Linked DNA regions of Mus musculus: regions 2, 3 and 4 are each linked to region 1. A link is a contact called in public HiChIP or PLAC-seq and promoter capture Hi-C data. All regions are on one chromosome and are shown on one strand. Each heading gives the region's core, a stretch centred on a gene start, on an enhancer-like site or on the middle of the called end of the contact. The rest is flanking DNA. Distances are from core to core; before and after follow the strand shown.

Region 1 (2,907 bases), core at 47-2,546:
CCATCAACTACACCCCAAATCTCCTTTTGCCTTTACCCAGAAGACAGAAGTACAAGACCTGAGCTAGGTGGGGGGTCTTCCGGTAAGCCTTAAGCCCCCTCCCCTATTTGCACGAAAGCGGCAAACATGAATAACTCCTAAGGGGGCTTTGCTTGATTTTCTGCAGTGCACTGCTGAGACCTTTATTTCTACTGCATCACCGTCCATATAAACAGAGCAAGCCCTGACTACAACACACTATACCACTGTTGAGAGCTCCGAGGTGTAATGGGGATGGGGGACATTGAAGGGATTTGCTGGAGCCATCCCCAACAAACAGCAAACATAAACATTAAAAAAAGAAAAAAAAAGGAAAAAAAAGAAATAAAGAAAAGTACCCTAGAGCATTTACGAAACAAATTGCGTGTTTACATTCGGCACTTCCTCACCCTGTCTCTACCCTTCCGGTGGGCTCACGACCACCTGTCGCATTTGTGTGTGTGTGTGCCTCTACCCCTTTCCTTGTATCCTAAAGCCTCCATTTCCTGACTTGGAGATGAGTATGGGTAATTGCCTGAGTGTGGGGTCCTTAGATAAGGAATTTACCGCATACTGGGGTAATCTGGGGTGATAAAGCCCTCCTGCAGTCCCTCCTCCCCTCGAGAAGAATCAGATGGGGAGGGAGGCTTTCAGCGTCTGTACTCTAACAGACCAATGCCCACGTCTTGCGTCACGTGTCCCAGCAACGCAAGAGAGCTCGCTCGCTCTCTGGCCAGGGAAAAAGCGAGCTAGAGAGACTCGGAATCAGTCCGGGAGAGGAGAGGACGGAGCCGAACGTCCCTACAAGGCCTCCGCTCATCAGCCCCCTTACCCAAAGTCGGGAGCAGCCGGCACCGGGAGCCAGCTCCCGGAGCCGGCTCAGCACTGAGACCTGCGTCCTCTGGCGGCAGAGAAAGAGTTCTATTTACGATTTTCGAGACGAATCGGCACGCTCTTAAATGCCAAGAAGGCGGAGCTAAAGTACAGCAAAGTACGAAGAGAGAACAGAAAAGTTCCTAAAGTTGTTGGCCGACCACAGCCCGAAGGGGTAAGTGTAACTAGGAAGGTGACAGACTTCACCAGCAAGAGATGACTCACTTCAGCCATGGTCCTGGGTTCTAGCCCCTGATTATCTATCCTTACAAAGTTTGGAAACTGAGGCTGGAGAACTTTCCAACAAAAATTTGAATTTTTTAAAAAAAAATTTTTTTTCACCCTAGTTTGGCTGGGTGCTCCGTCTTACGGGGCCCCAAATTTATTTTGAAAAGTCGCCACCGTGTTATGGGCATGTTCAACTGCCTCCACGGCAATAATATGTCAGGACAACACGATATCCCCCCTGAAGTCGGGGAGCAGCCCGAGCAAGAACCTTTGGAAGCCCCAGGGGCAGCTGCCCCCGGTGCTGGGGCTGGCCCAGCCGAAGAAATGGCGACCGAACCGGACTCCGAACCGTCTAACAATGAGCCCGTCCCCGACGAGACTGGCAGTGAGATCAGTGGACCCCCAGAAGACTCCAAATCTGACATCCAAAGCCCCTGCCAGGCCTTCGAGGAAGTCCGAGTGGGTGGAGACTACAGCCCACCTCCGGAGGAAGCCATGCCATTCGAGACACAACAGCCCAGCCTGGGAGATTTCTGGCCCACCCTGGAGCAGCCAGGACCATCTGGGACCCCATCAGGCCTCCAAGCCTTCAACCCAGCGATTTTGGAGCCCGGGACCCCCACTGGCGCGAGCCCAGGCCTGGGAGCCTATACCCCCCCACCAGAAGAAGCTATGCCATTTGAGTTCAACGAGCCTGCCCAGGGAGACCATAGCCAGCCTCCCTTGCAAGTCCCAGACCTTGCGCCAGGAGGTCCGGAAGCATTGGTCCCCAGAGCTCTTCCCGCGGAGCCCGGGAACATCAGATTTGAAAACGCTGGCTTCCGAGAAGACTACAGCCCTCCCCCTGAAGAATCTGTGCCATTTCAGGTCGGTGGAGAAGAATTCGGGGGCGATAGCCCACCCCCAGGACTCCCGCGAGTCATCCCACAAATCGGCATTGGCGGCGAGTTCCCGACAGTCGCGGTCCCGAGTGCGCTCTGCCTCGCTCCCGCCGAGAACGCGCCTCCCCTCTGGGTCCGAGGCGCCATTGACAGACCATTCCGCGAGGCTGTCAGATCTCCTCCTAACTTCGCATGCGACAGCCCCCCGATGGAGATCACCAGACCCCTGCTTGAGATTGGCAGAGCCTCCATTGGGGTCGACGACGACACCGCTGTCAATATGGACAGCCCCCCAATCGCAAGTGATGGCCCGCCCATCGAAGTCTCGGGAGCCCCAGATAAGAGCGAGTGCGCAGAGAGACCCCCAGTTGAGCGAGAAGCAGCCGAGATGGAAGGAAGCCCTACCACCGCCACTGCGGTGGAAGGAAAAGTCCCCTCTCCGGAGAGAGGGGACGGATCTTCCACCCAGCCTGAAGCAATGGATGCCAAGCCAGCCCCTGCTGCCCAAGCCGTCTCTACCGGATCTGATGCTGGAGCTCCTACGGATTCCGCGATGCTCACAGATAGCCAGAGCGATGCCGGAGAAGACGGGACAGCCCCAGGAACGCCTTCAGATCTCCAGTCGGATCCTGAAGAACTCGAAGAAGCCCCAGCTGTCCGCGCCGATCCTGACGGAGGGGCAGCCCCAGTCGCCCCAGCCACTCCTGCCGAGTCCGAGTCTGAAGGCAGCAGAGATCCAGCCGCCGAGCCAGCCTCCGAGGCAGTCCCTGCCACCACGGCCGAGTCTGCCTCCGGGGCAGCCCCTGTCACCCAGGTGGAGCCCGCAGCCGCGGCAGTCTCTGCCACCCTGGCGGAGCCTGCCGCCCGGGCAGCCCCTATCACCCCCAAGGAGCCCACTACCCGGGCA
Region 2 (2,700 bases), core at 27-2,526, 640 kb after region 1:
TAAGAATTAAAAAATGCATAAACTTATGTTTCAGTTCCAAACGTAAGTACATATTTGTTAGAGCTAAACTTCCAGCATAAGCTAAAAGCCCCATCTCCATCTTAAACACATTCAAGGATTGCAGAGTGGCCCCAAACCTAAAGCATGAGAGAGCTGCTGAGTAGCTGGGGATTGGGCCTGACTTCCAGCTGCCACGAGGGGGACTTAACACTCCCTTCCCCTTCTTAAGTTGAACAAAGTTCACATTGCAGCAAACCAACTTCCGAACACTTCTGAGGACCCCTAAGTTGCAAATACTAAGTGGGTGGTTCGCGACTTTGGGCCTCTCCAGCTGGACGCCGCCTGCCCCAGGAGCCTGTTAGTCACTAAGTTGCCCTTATTGTTTATGCTGCTGCCCACCCTTTCCATCAACAACAAAAGGCAAAAATAAAAAATTCCCGTCGGATCCGCCATGCTTATCAACTCTGAACATGTGAACTCAGGCACCAGGGGCTTACGCCCTCCAATTTCTCTGAGGAAAGGGGCCCTAATTGCTCTCAGGAATGCAGGGGAGCCCCAGTGGCTCAGGCTACAGTGCTTACCCCAAAGCACTTCCGGCAGCCACTCAAAAGGCATGAAGACATGCCACGCTGCCTACAGAGTACAGGCCTTAAGCTAGGATACAATGGTGCTGTCCAGCTGTGAGCACAGGATCTCCCTGGCATCTTTGCAGATGAAGCAGGAACCCGGTTCAGCACAGGTGAACCATCGCAGCGTGAGTGTGCACACCGTATGAAGTCACTGGTATGGGGAGGCATCAGGAAATGGACTTGAGTTCTCCTCAAACCCTCGGGGGCCAGGTTAAGCTCCTGTTTCCTCAGAGCTACTTGGATGGCCATGCAATATTAACCACAAAGCCAGAGGTGGCTAGTCTAGGGTAAGAAACTAGGCACAGAATGGACCAGGCAGAGGCATCTCCCACCTGACCTGTTAATGTCCTGGTTGGACACAGAGGGCTCTGAGCTCTTAGCTTAGTGTGATGGTCCTCACCAGTCTCGGGCTTGGTTGGCACTGGGGTCTTATGAAGTTGGGTAACAGAGGTGGGACATTGTTCAGCTAGAATATTTGAAATTCTAAAATACGTTTCCACTTTCAAAATGAGCGTCCCGTAACAAGGGCTCTTTAAGTAAGTAGCAAAGCCTCCGGCCTTCTGCAAGATGAAAGCAGTCTTCTAGGATACAGGCCACCGTGCGCCATCTGCCGGGCGACTGGTAGAAGGCACCCGTAACAAATTTTCCGAATCTCAGCTGCAGACTTGGCAGTGGCCACTAGAGGGAACCGTAGTCCCCTGTCTCCCAAAGTGACGTCAAAGTAGTTGAGTTGTTTATCTAATAGGCCAAATTTTAGAAATAGATGCAAGTACTCGTCCATTAAAAAGAGTTGCGTGATTGTTATGTAATGTGATAGAAATTGCACACCTTACCGTTAACGCAATGGGTACAAGCCAGGCGTAGTGATGCGTGTCTCCAATCCCAGCTTCCCAGGGAGAGAGGCAGGTGGATAGCTGTGAGGTGAAAAGCAGCCTGTTAGCCTGTAGCAAATTTCAGGCCAGGCAGGGCTACACAGTGGGACACTGTCTCAAAGCAAATAAGATCAGCTTAGTCACAACCATGTCCACTTTTTAAAGTTTAGTTTCTGTAATCTTTTTGCAGCATACTTCTGTCTTTCCCCATCATCACCATCAGTCTCCGCTGTGCAAGTCTTTCTCTTACCATGCAAAGTGCATTCTTATCCAAAAACAGTTTCCTTTTCTTCAATCTTCTTTAACCCTATACCATACCTGTCTATCTCATACCTATAACATCTCTCTCTCTCTCTTTCTGCCAAGAGTTCCTATAATTATTAATGTTGGTGCATAGTTCAGAAACATTTTAATAAGATAATTTAAAAATTAAACCCCAGGAGGCTGTACCTAAAACTCAGAAACTGTATATGACATGTTAAATATCTAACAGTTATGAACAGAAACACAAACTACATTAACAGTCTTGCATCTTCTTAACCAATTTATTTGCTAAAGATGTAAGTCATTATAACAGACACTTAAAGATAATTTTTTTGTTCAGCCAGATATGTTAAGTCCCAGCACTTGAGGGGCAGAGACAATTGGATCTCTGCGAGTTTTGGGCCAGCCTGATCTACCTAGTGAGTTTCAGGATAGCCAGAGCTACATAGTGATATCCTGTGCAAAAAAAAAAAAAAAAAAAAAAAAAAAAATACAAAATAAAAAATTGAGACAAGGGGCTCTCTTTGTAGCCCAGGCTACCCAGGCTATGCTGAAACCTCATCTGTAGACCAGGTTGGCCTTAAACTCAGAGATCCACCTGCCCCTTCCCAAGTATGAGAACTAAAAGGGGTTAGCTGTTATTCTGGATTACAAGGAGCCAAAGCAGGGAAACGTTTGGCATTTCTTACTTTATTCCTTTTGAACGACCTGTTCACCGGTATGTGAGTTATTTAACAAGTATTTTGCCTCAACTATTTTATATTTCTTTAGAACTAAAAACATAGATGAACGATTGTCCCATGTATATTATTAACACATTAAGGTAATCTGTAAACCTGAAGATGTCTGCAAGCCTTCAAGTGGTTTTTAAAATGATTTTTTTAAAGAGATGGTACTGACAAAAACAATCCTTAAAACAACTAAAGTGCATGTAT
Region 3 (2,923 bases), core at 60-2,559, 780 kb before region 1:
CTTAACAAAGCTTGCAGGAGGGGCGGGGCATCAGGCCAAGCACAGCAGCCAGCAGCTTTGCTTATTCTTAATTCCGCAGAGATTCCTAGACACTTCCCAAAGCAGGGGCAGAGTTTGCCTGGAGAGCACAGCGGATCTTTCTTCTCAGCCACTTTACACAAAGGCTTCCACAGCCACTGGACCTGGGAAAGGGGGACAGGAGATGATCCCAGCCCACCTGAGGCCCTACCCGCCCAGGAGCAAGGACACCTGGTGGTGGCCTGTTATCAGCTTATCGAGAACGCAGGCCAGGTCATTAACAGACCAATTCTGTCCTTGAGCAGGAGTGAAATGCGATGCAGCAGTGGAAAAGCACACGTGAAAACTCTAAGCAACACGCATGGGTCTCCTACAGCTTCTGCGGGAAGAGAAGGCTGGCTAGAGTCCTCAGCCTGAACAGGACCTGGTAGAGGCTTAGCCAAGCTCCTCAAGGAGGTGGAGGCGGCAGAGGGCAGTGTTCTCTGCAACCACTGGAGGTGGCTGGCAGCTCTGTTCGGTGATGCCCAGGGTCTGACAGGAGGGTGTGTTCTCTCAAATAGACATCACCAAGCTCTGTGCTCTTGGGGTTCTGCGCCCGGATGAGTAATCTAACATCCATGTTTATGTTTAAGTTTTGAAAAGGGCCAGGGACCGGGGCTGATGGTACAAGCCAGGCTACTACTCAGGGAACTGAGACAGGAGAACCTCGAAGCATAGGTCTGCCTGGGTTACAGAGTGAGTTCAAGGCCAGACTGAGCAACTTAGGAGCTCCTGTGTCAAAATTTTAAACAAGGGCTGGAGAGATGGCTCAGCAGTTAAGAGCACTGAATGACTTATCTTCCTGAGGTCCTAAGTTCAAATCCCAGCAATCACATGGTGGCTCACAACCATCTGTAATGGGATCCGATGCCCTCTTCTGGTGTGTCTGAAGACAGCTACAGTGTATTCATATAAATAAAAATAAATAAAATCTTTTTTTAAAAAATTTAAACAAGTAAAAAAACAAAACAAAACAACAAACAAACACCGAAGGCTGGGAATGTAGGTCCGGGTGGAGCATGCCAAGCCCTGCGAGCAATTCCCAGTATCGAAAGAGGAGGAGGGATCTTGGTGCTAAGTCTAGAGGTTTCTCAGAGGAGCATGGGACAGGATGACCACTGGGTGCTCAGAGGGCAGAGGCCAGGGGCAAGCTCCAGGCACCCTCATCCCCTTCAGGTGTGCGGTGCTCTCGCTTCCACTTCTGCTTCCGCTTCCTTGTCACGTGTGACCTGGCAACCGGTCTCCCAGCAACGGGACTATAATTAAGGACTCATAGTCTAAGGCAGGAGCACACGGGTTTGGGTTTGCGGAGACCGCGGGAGCCATGGCGCAGAAACCGCTCAGCACCACGGCCGCAGAGCGCATGAACCTTGTGGCCCAGGATGAGATTTGGTAAGACCCGTTGGGCTGGGCCCTTCTCACAAGTCGAGTATACACCAGGGTGGCCTCAGTTTCCCCACCAAGACCAGAAGACAGTCGACTGCTGGGAGTAACAAGAGCGCTCTAAAGATTATCGGGGTGAACATTAGGGACACAGAGATACCTCAGTCTTCCCACCCTGCCCTCCTGCCCACAGCGGAGACTGGAAGAATTCTAATAGAAAATTTAAAAAGAAGAAACAAAATTAAAACACTAATTTTTGACAACCTCGAAGGAAAGACGATTTGCCCTTTCTTGGTTTTCCCTGATTCTTTTAAATGAGAAGAAAGTTTAATTTTAAAAGATCCAGGCCCACAGGTTTGGGGGTTTGTGGAGACCTGGGAAGCCATGGGGAGGAAACTGCTTAGCACCATGGCAGCGTGGTGCCGCAGAGACAGGTGGATCTCTGTGAATTCAAGGCCAGAGTAGTCTACACAGTAAGACCTGTCTCAAACAGCAGCAGCAGGAGCAACAACAACAAATCCATTCCCTGAAAGACTTGTCTCCATCAGGCATCTGTAATGGATATTTTTGAGTGCTAAATAGTATTCCATTATTTGGCATTTTAACCACTATAGAAAGTCTAATTTAAACCTTAGATGCAAGAGAAATCTGTCCCTCTCTCTCCTCCATTCCCTCCCTCCCTCCCTCCCTCCTTCTCCCTCCCTCCCTCTCTCCCTCCCTCCCTCCTTCTCTCCTTCTCTCCCTCCCTCCCTCCTTCTCTCCCTCCCTCCCTCCCTCTCTCCCTCCTTCTCTCCTTCTCTCCTTCCCTCCCTCCCTCCCTCCTTCCCTCCTTCTCTCCCTCCCTCCCTCCCTCCCTCCCTCCCTCTCTCCCTCCCTCCCTCCCTCCCTCCCTCCATCCCTCCCTCCCTCAGTCAGCACTGGGTATGAATCTGGAGCCTCAGGAGTGCTGGGCATTTTCTCTGACACCTTGAGTCTCCAGCTTTCTTTATCTTGAGTTTAATCTTGAGTCTCCCAGGCTGGCCTCAAACTCGCCACCGTCCTGCTGCAGCTCCCTGATACCTAGGATGGCAGGCCCCTGCCTCACCTCCTCCCGTAAGCTCCCTAGTAACTGTCTCTGTGACTTTTGTCGTCTTTTTTGACACCTGTGTGGTTGGCTGAGAATGGAGACAGATGAAGAGCCGGCTTTATATTGGAACTGCTACATTGGGTTTGTTTTATAGGAAACTGTATAATTCCTGTAAGTGGAAAAGTGTCATTTCCCACCAACTGCACAGGCTCACAGTGGGGTTTGGTTTGGTTTGGTTTGGTTTGGTTTGGTTTGGTTTGGTTTGGTTTGGTTTGGTTTGGTTTTTCGAGACAGGGTTTCTCTGCATAGCCCTGGCTGTCCTGGAACTCACTTTGTAGACCAAGCTGGCCTCGAACTCAGAAATCTGCCTGTCTCTGCCTCCCAAGTGCTGGGATTAAAGGCGTGGGCCACCACGCC
Region 4 (2,700 bases), core at 131-2,630, 530 kb before region 1:
CAAGCTGGCCTCAAATTGAGAGCCACCTGCCTCCGCCTCTGCCTCCAGAGTGCGGGATTAAAGGTGTGGGCTACCAACTACAGGCAAATCGGACCCATAGTGTGGGAATGAATGTAAGCCTGGACTCAGCCAGGCAGGAACCCCTCCTAGCCTTTTATCTCCTCCTATCTAGGAAGGAGAAACTTCTCATGGGACAGACTGCAGAAGGCAGGCCTGATATCCTTTGATACACAGTAGCAGGAGCTGTGGGGCAGACCTTTGGGTTTGTGTGTGTGTGTGTGTGTGTGTGTGTGTGTGCGTGCGTGCGTGTGCCTGTGTGTGTGTGTGTGTGTGTGTGCGTGTGTGCGTGCCTGTGTGTGTGTGCGTGCGTGCGTGTGCCTGTGTGTGTGTGTGTGTGCGTGTGTGCGTGCCTGTGTGTGTGTGCGTGTGTGCGTGCCTGTGTGTGTGTGTGTGTGTGTGTGTGCGCGCGTGCCTGTGTGTGTGTGTGTGTGTGTGTGTGCGTGCCTGTGTGTGTGTGCATGCGTGCCTGTGTGTGTGTGTGTGTGTGTGTGTGCGCGCGCGTGCCTGTGTGTGTGTGTGTGTGTGTGCGTGCCTCTGTGTGTGTGTGCGTGCCTATGTGTGTGTGTGCGTGTGTGTGTGTGTGTGTGTGTGCGCACGCGTACGTGTGTGCGTGCCTGTGTGTGTGTGTGTGCGCGCGCGTGCGCGTGTGTGCGTGCCTGTGTGTGTGTGTGTGTGTGTGTGCGCGCGTGCCTGTGTGTGTGTGTGTGTGTGTGCGTGTGTGCGTGCCTGTGTGTGTGCGTGCGTGTGTGCGTGCCTGTGTGTGTGTGTGTGCGTGTGTGCGTGCCTGTGTGTGTGTGTGTGCGTGTGTGCGTGCCTGTGTGTGTGTGTGCGTGTGTGCGTGCCTGTGTGTGTGCGTGCGTGTGTGCGTGCCTGTGTGTGTGTGTGTGCGTGTGTGCGTGCCTGTGTGTGCGTGTGTGCGTGCCTGTGTGTGTGTGTGCGTGTGTGCGTGCCTGTGTGTGTGCGCGCGTGTGCATGCATTTGTGGACTAAGGAAACTGGGTTCTATTTCAGGTTTTTCTGTTTTTTATTTTGCTGTTGTTGTTGTTTTAATCAGAAAAATAGACAGCAGAATAATGCCCTCCTCCCACAGCAGCGCCTGCTTCTTCGGATGGAGTGGGGTAATGGCAGTCTGAAGAGCAGGAGCCTAGGTTCTGGTTGGAGATGCAAGGCCCACACTGACTCTGAGGTGCCCCCTGATTGTGAACTTAGGTTTCAGGGAAGGCCACTAGGGGCAAAGCTTATTAAAGCTGTGCAGCAGAGAGAGTATAGCAGCCCTCCTATAACTGGGCCTGGCTGAGTCATGGGGAAACAGGTCCGAGGAAGTGAATCAGAATACAAGACTCCCTCAGTACAGCGGGGTGCCTTGGGTGAGCTCCCTCTGGGTTCTGGGTGGGGGTAGGGCAGGAGTTGGAATTGCTTTTCCTGCTGTGGCAAATCCAGCTTTTATGCCGTCTCCAGAATTCTATTGGCAAAATCATATTTCAAGCCTTACCTTGATGAGCTGCGTGGGAAATGGGGTGGAGAGAAGTGAAAACCATCCTGAAATGATTTGAGTTATTCTGTTTTCTTTCTCGAAAAGATCATTTGGCAATGTTTCCTTGAGAAAAATAGGACTTTGGTGTTTCTCCCATTTTATGTCTTCAGCGAGAGCTGTGAGATAGGTGAGGGTGGCTCTGTGTGAGCGCACAATCTTTGTATCAGAAATCAGGCACCCAAGTTCCAGACCCACCTACAGCTCAGCTGGCACCTGCTGTGAGGCTGGGACAGGCCCCAGTTTTTCTGGCCTTAACTGCTGACCTGAAAGATGGGGGTTGGGGAAGTTGTACATCTCTGCTGGCCACGGCCTTCCTCAGGGTCCAGATGGGAGAGCTGGGGAGCTGTTTTCCTCCACAGTGTAAGACCTAGCGTGACAAACGACTCCGATAACCACATTGTGACCCTCCTAATGAAATATTTTCTTTCTCAGTGATGTTACAGCCTTTCGATTATGATCCCAATGAGAAAAGTAAACACAAGTTTATGGTTCAGTCTATGTTTGCTCCGCCTGACACTTCTGATATGGAGGCAGTAGTAAGTACGAACACTTCTTCTTCTCTCCAGCCCGCTAGGGCAGCCATGGCGGGTGCTGTTAGGGAGGTGTACACTCAGGCCCCTGTACCACTTTCCCAACTTTGATGAATAGCTTTAACATTTTACATGGCTGTTCTTTTCTGACTCGATGAACTGAACTTGCTTCAATTCTCTGCTCTTGTGGACCTTCTCCTCCCTCTCCTGCACCACAGCGGCGTGCTCTATCCTGAGTGGATGCTTCTGGCCTGTCTCCAGCCCTCATGCCCGGAAGGGTTTGCCTAACATTAAATGCCCCTCCCCTCCCCCCCAGTGATACTGCCCGCTGTTGCTTTCCTCTGCGGAGCGGAAGTAGCTCTGGTCAGCTTTGTTCTTCCCTCTTTACTGAGGACGGAGCTTGGGTCTTGTTCACACTAAGCATCTGCTCTGTCTCTGAACAGGCCCTGCTTCTTTGTTCTTTAATTGCCTTCATTTTTATCCCTCCTTCCTCATGTAAGTACATGTTTAACAGTGTCCCTAATTTTGGTAAAATTAAGATGCCTTCGTTTTTTATAAATAAGCAGGATTTTATGGT

The links. Promoter capture Hi-C pulls out the DNA fragments that hold promoters and counts their contacts. HiChIP or PLAC-seq counts read pairs in DNA pulled down with a chosen protein or histone mark.
Region 2: a contact with region 1 is called in a promoter capture Hi-C map of pre-B cells. The contact joins the enhancer-like site here to the promoter of Gnas in region 1. A contact is called at or near these places in 8 of 39 promoter capture datasets (the C10 cell line, cranial neural crest, embryonic stem cells and 5 more), 4 of 15 datasets of contacts at CTCF or cohesin (the G1E-ER4 cell line, embryonic stem cells, large pre-B cells and 1 more), 14 of 484 Hi-C or Micro-C datasets (the G1E-ER4 cell line, the HL-1 cell line, the HPC-7 cell line and 6 more) and 11 of 115 datasets of contacts at active chromatin or transcription factors (embryonic basal ganglia, embryonic forebrain, embryonic hindbrain and 6 more).
Region 3: a contact with region 1 is called in an H3K4me3 HiChIP or PLAC-seq map of embryonic stem cells, with 6 times the contacts expected there. The contact joins the promoter of 1700021F07Rik here to the promoter of Gnas in region 1. A contact is called at or near these places in 3 of 39 promoter capture datasets (cranial neural crest, liver and stem cell-derived epiblast-like cells), 3 of 115 datasets of contacts at active chromatin or transcription factors (embryonic midbrain, embryonic stem cells and neural tube) and 1 of 9 other capture datasets (liver).
Region 4: a contact with region 1 is called in an H3K4me3 HiChIP or PLAC-seq map of embryonic stem cells, with 5 times the contacts expected there. The contact joins the enhancer-like site here to the promoter of Gnas in region 1. A contact is called at or near these places in 9 of 39 promoter capture datasets (the HPC-7 cell line, cranial neural crest, embryonic stem cells and 5 more), 2 of 484 Hi-C or Micro-C datasets (the N1E-115 cell line and nephron progenitors), 13 of 115 datasets of contacts at active chromatin or transcription factors (T-cell acute lymphoblastic leukemia, craniofacial prominence, differentiating embryonic stem cells and 6 more) and 2 of 9 other capture datasets (embryonic stem cells and pancreatic islet).

The regions. Positions count from the first base shown.
Region 1 is chr2:174,296,563-174,299,469 of GRCm38.p6, forward strand. It overlaps Gnas (GNAS (guanine nucleotide binding protein, alpha stimulating) complex locus), which reads left to right and starts at 1,297. Exons shown (of 12, transcript NM_010309.4): 1 at 1,297-2,907. The coding sequence starts at 1,300.
Region 2 is chr2:174,931,630-174,934,329 of GRCm38.p6, forward strand. The region is part of intron 4 of Gm40017 (a long non-coding RNA gene); the gene reads left to right. Among named protein-coding and RNA genes, the nearest start is that of Gm30591, 9.0 kb to the right of the region's middle. Within about 2 kb of position 1,277, at least 13 of the 459 cell types and tissues checked have an H3K27ac peak or open chromatin away from gene starts, as enhancers often do.
Region 3 is chr2:173,521,283-173,524,205 of GRCm38.p6, forward strand. 1700021F07Rik (RIKEN cDNA 1700021F07 gene) reads left to right here and starts at 1,310. Exons shown (of 4, transcript NM_028158.1): 1 at 1,310-1,449. The coding sequence starts at 1,382.
Region 4 is chr2:173,769,496-173,772,195 of GRCm38.p6, forward strand. It overlaps Vapb (vesicle-associated membrane protein, associated protein B and C), which reads left to right. Exons shown (of 6, transcript NM_019806.5): 3 at 2,026-2,129. Among named protein-coding and RNA genes, the nearest start is that of Vapb, 33 kb to the left of the region's middle. Within about 2 kb of position 1,381, at least 80 of the 459 cell types and tissues checked have an H3K27ac peak or open chromatin away from gene starts, as enhancers often do. A contact at or near this core is called in the N1E-115 cell line, differentiating embryonic stem cells and embryonic stem cells, where this site is marked.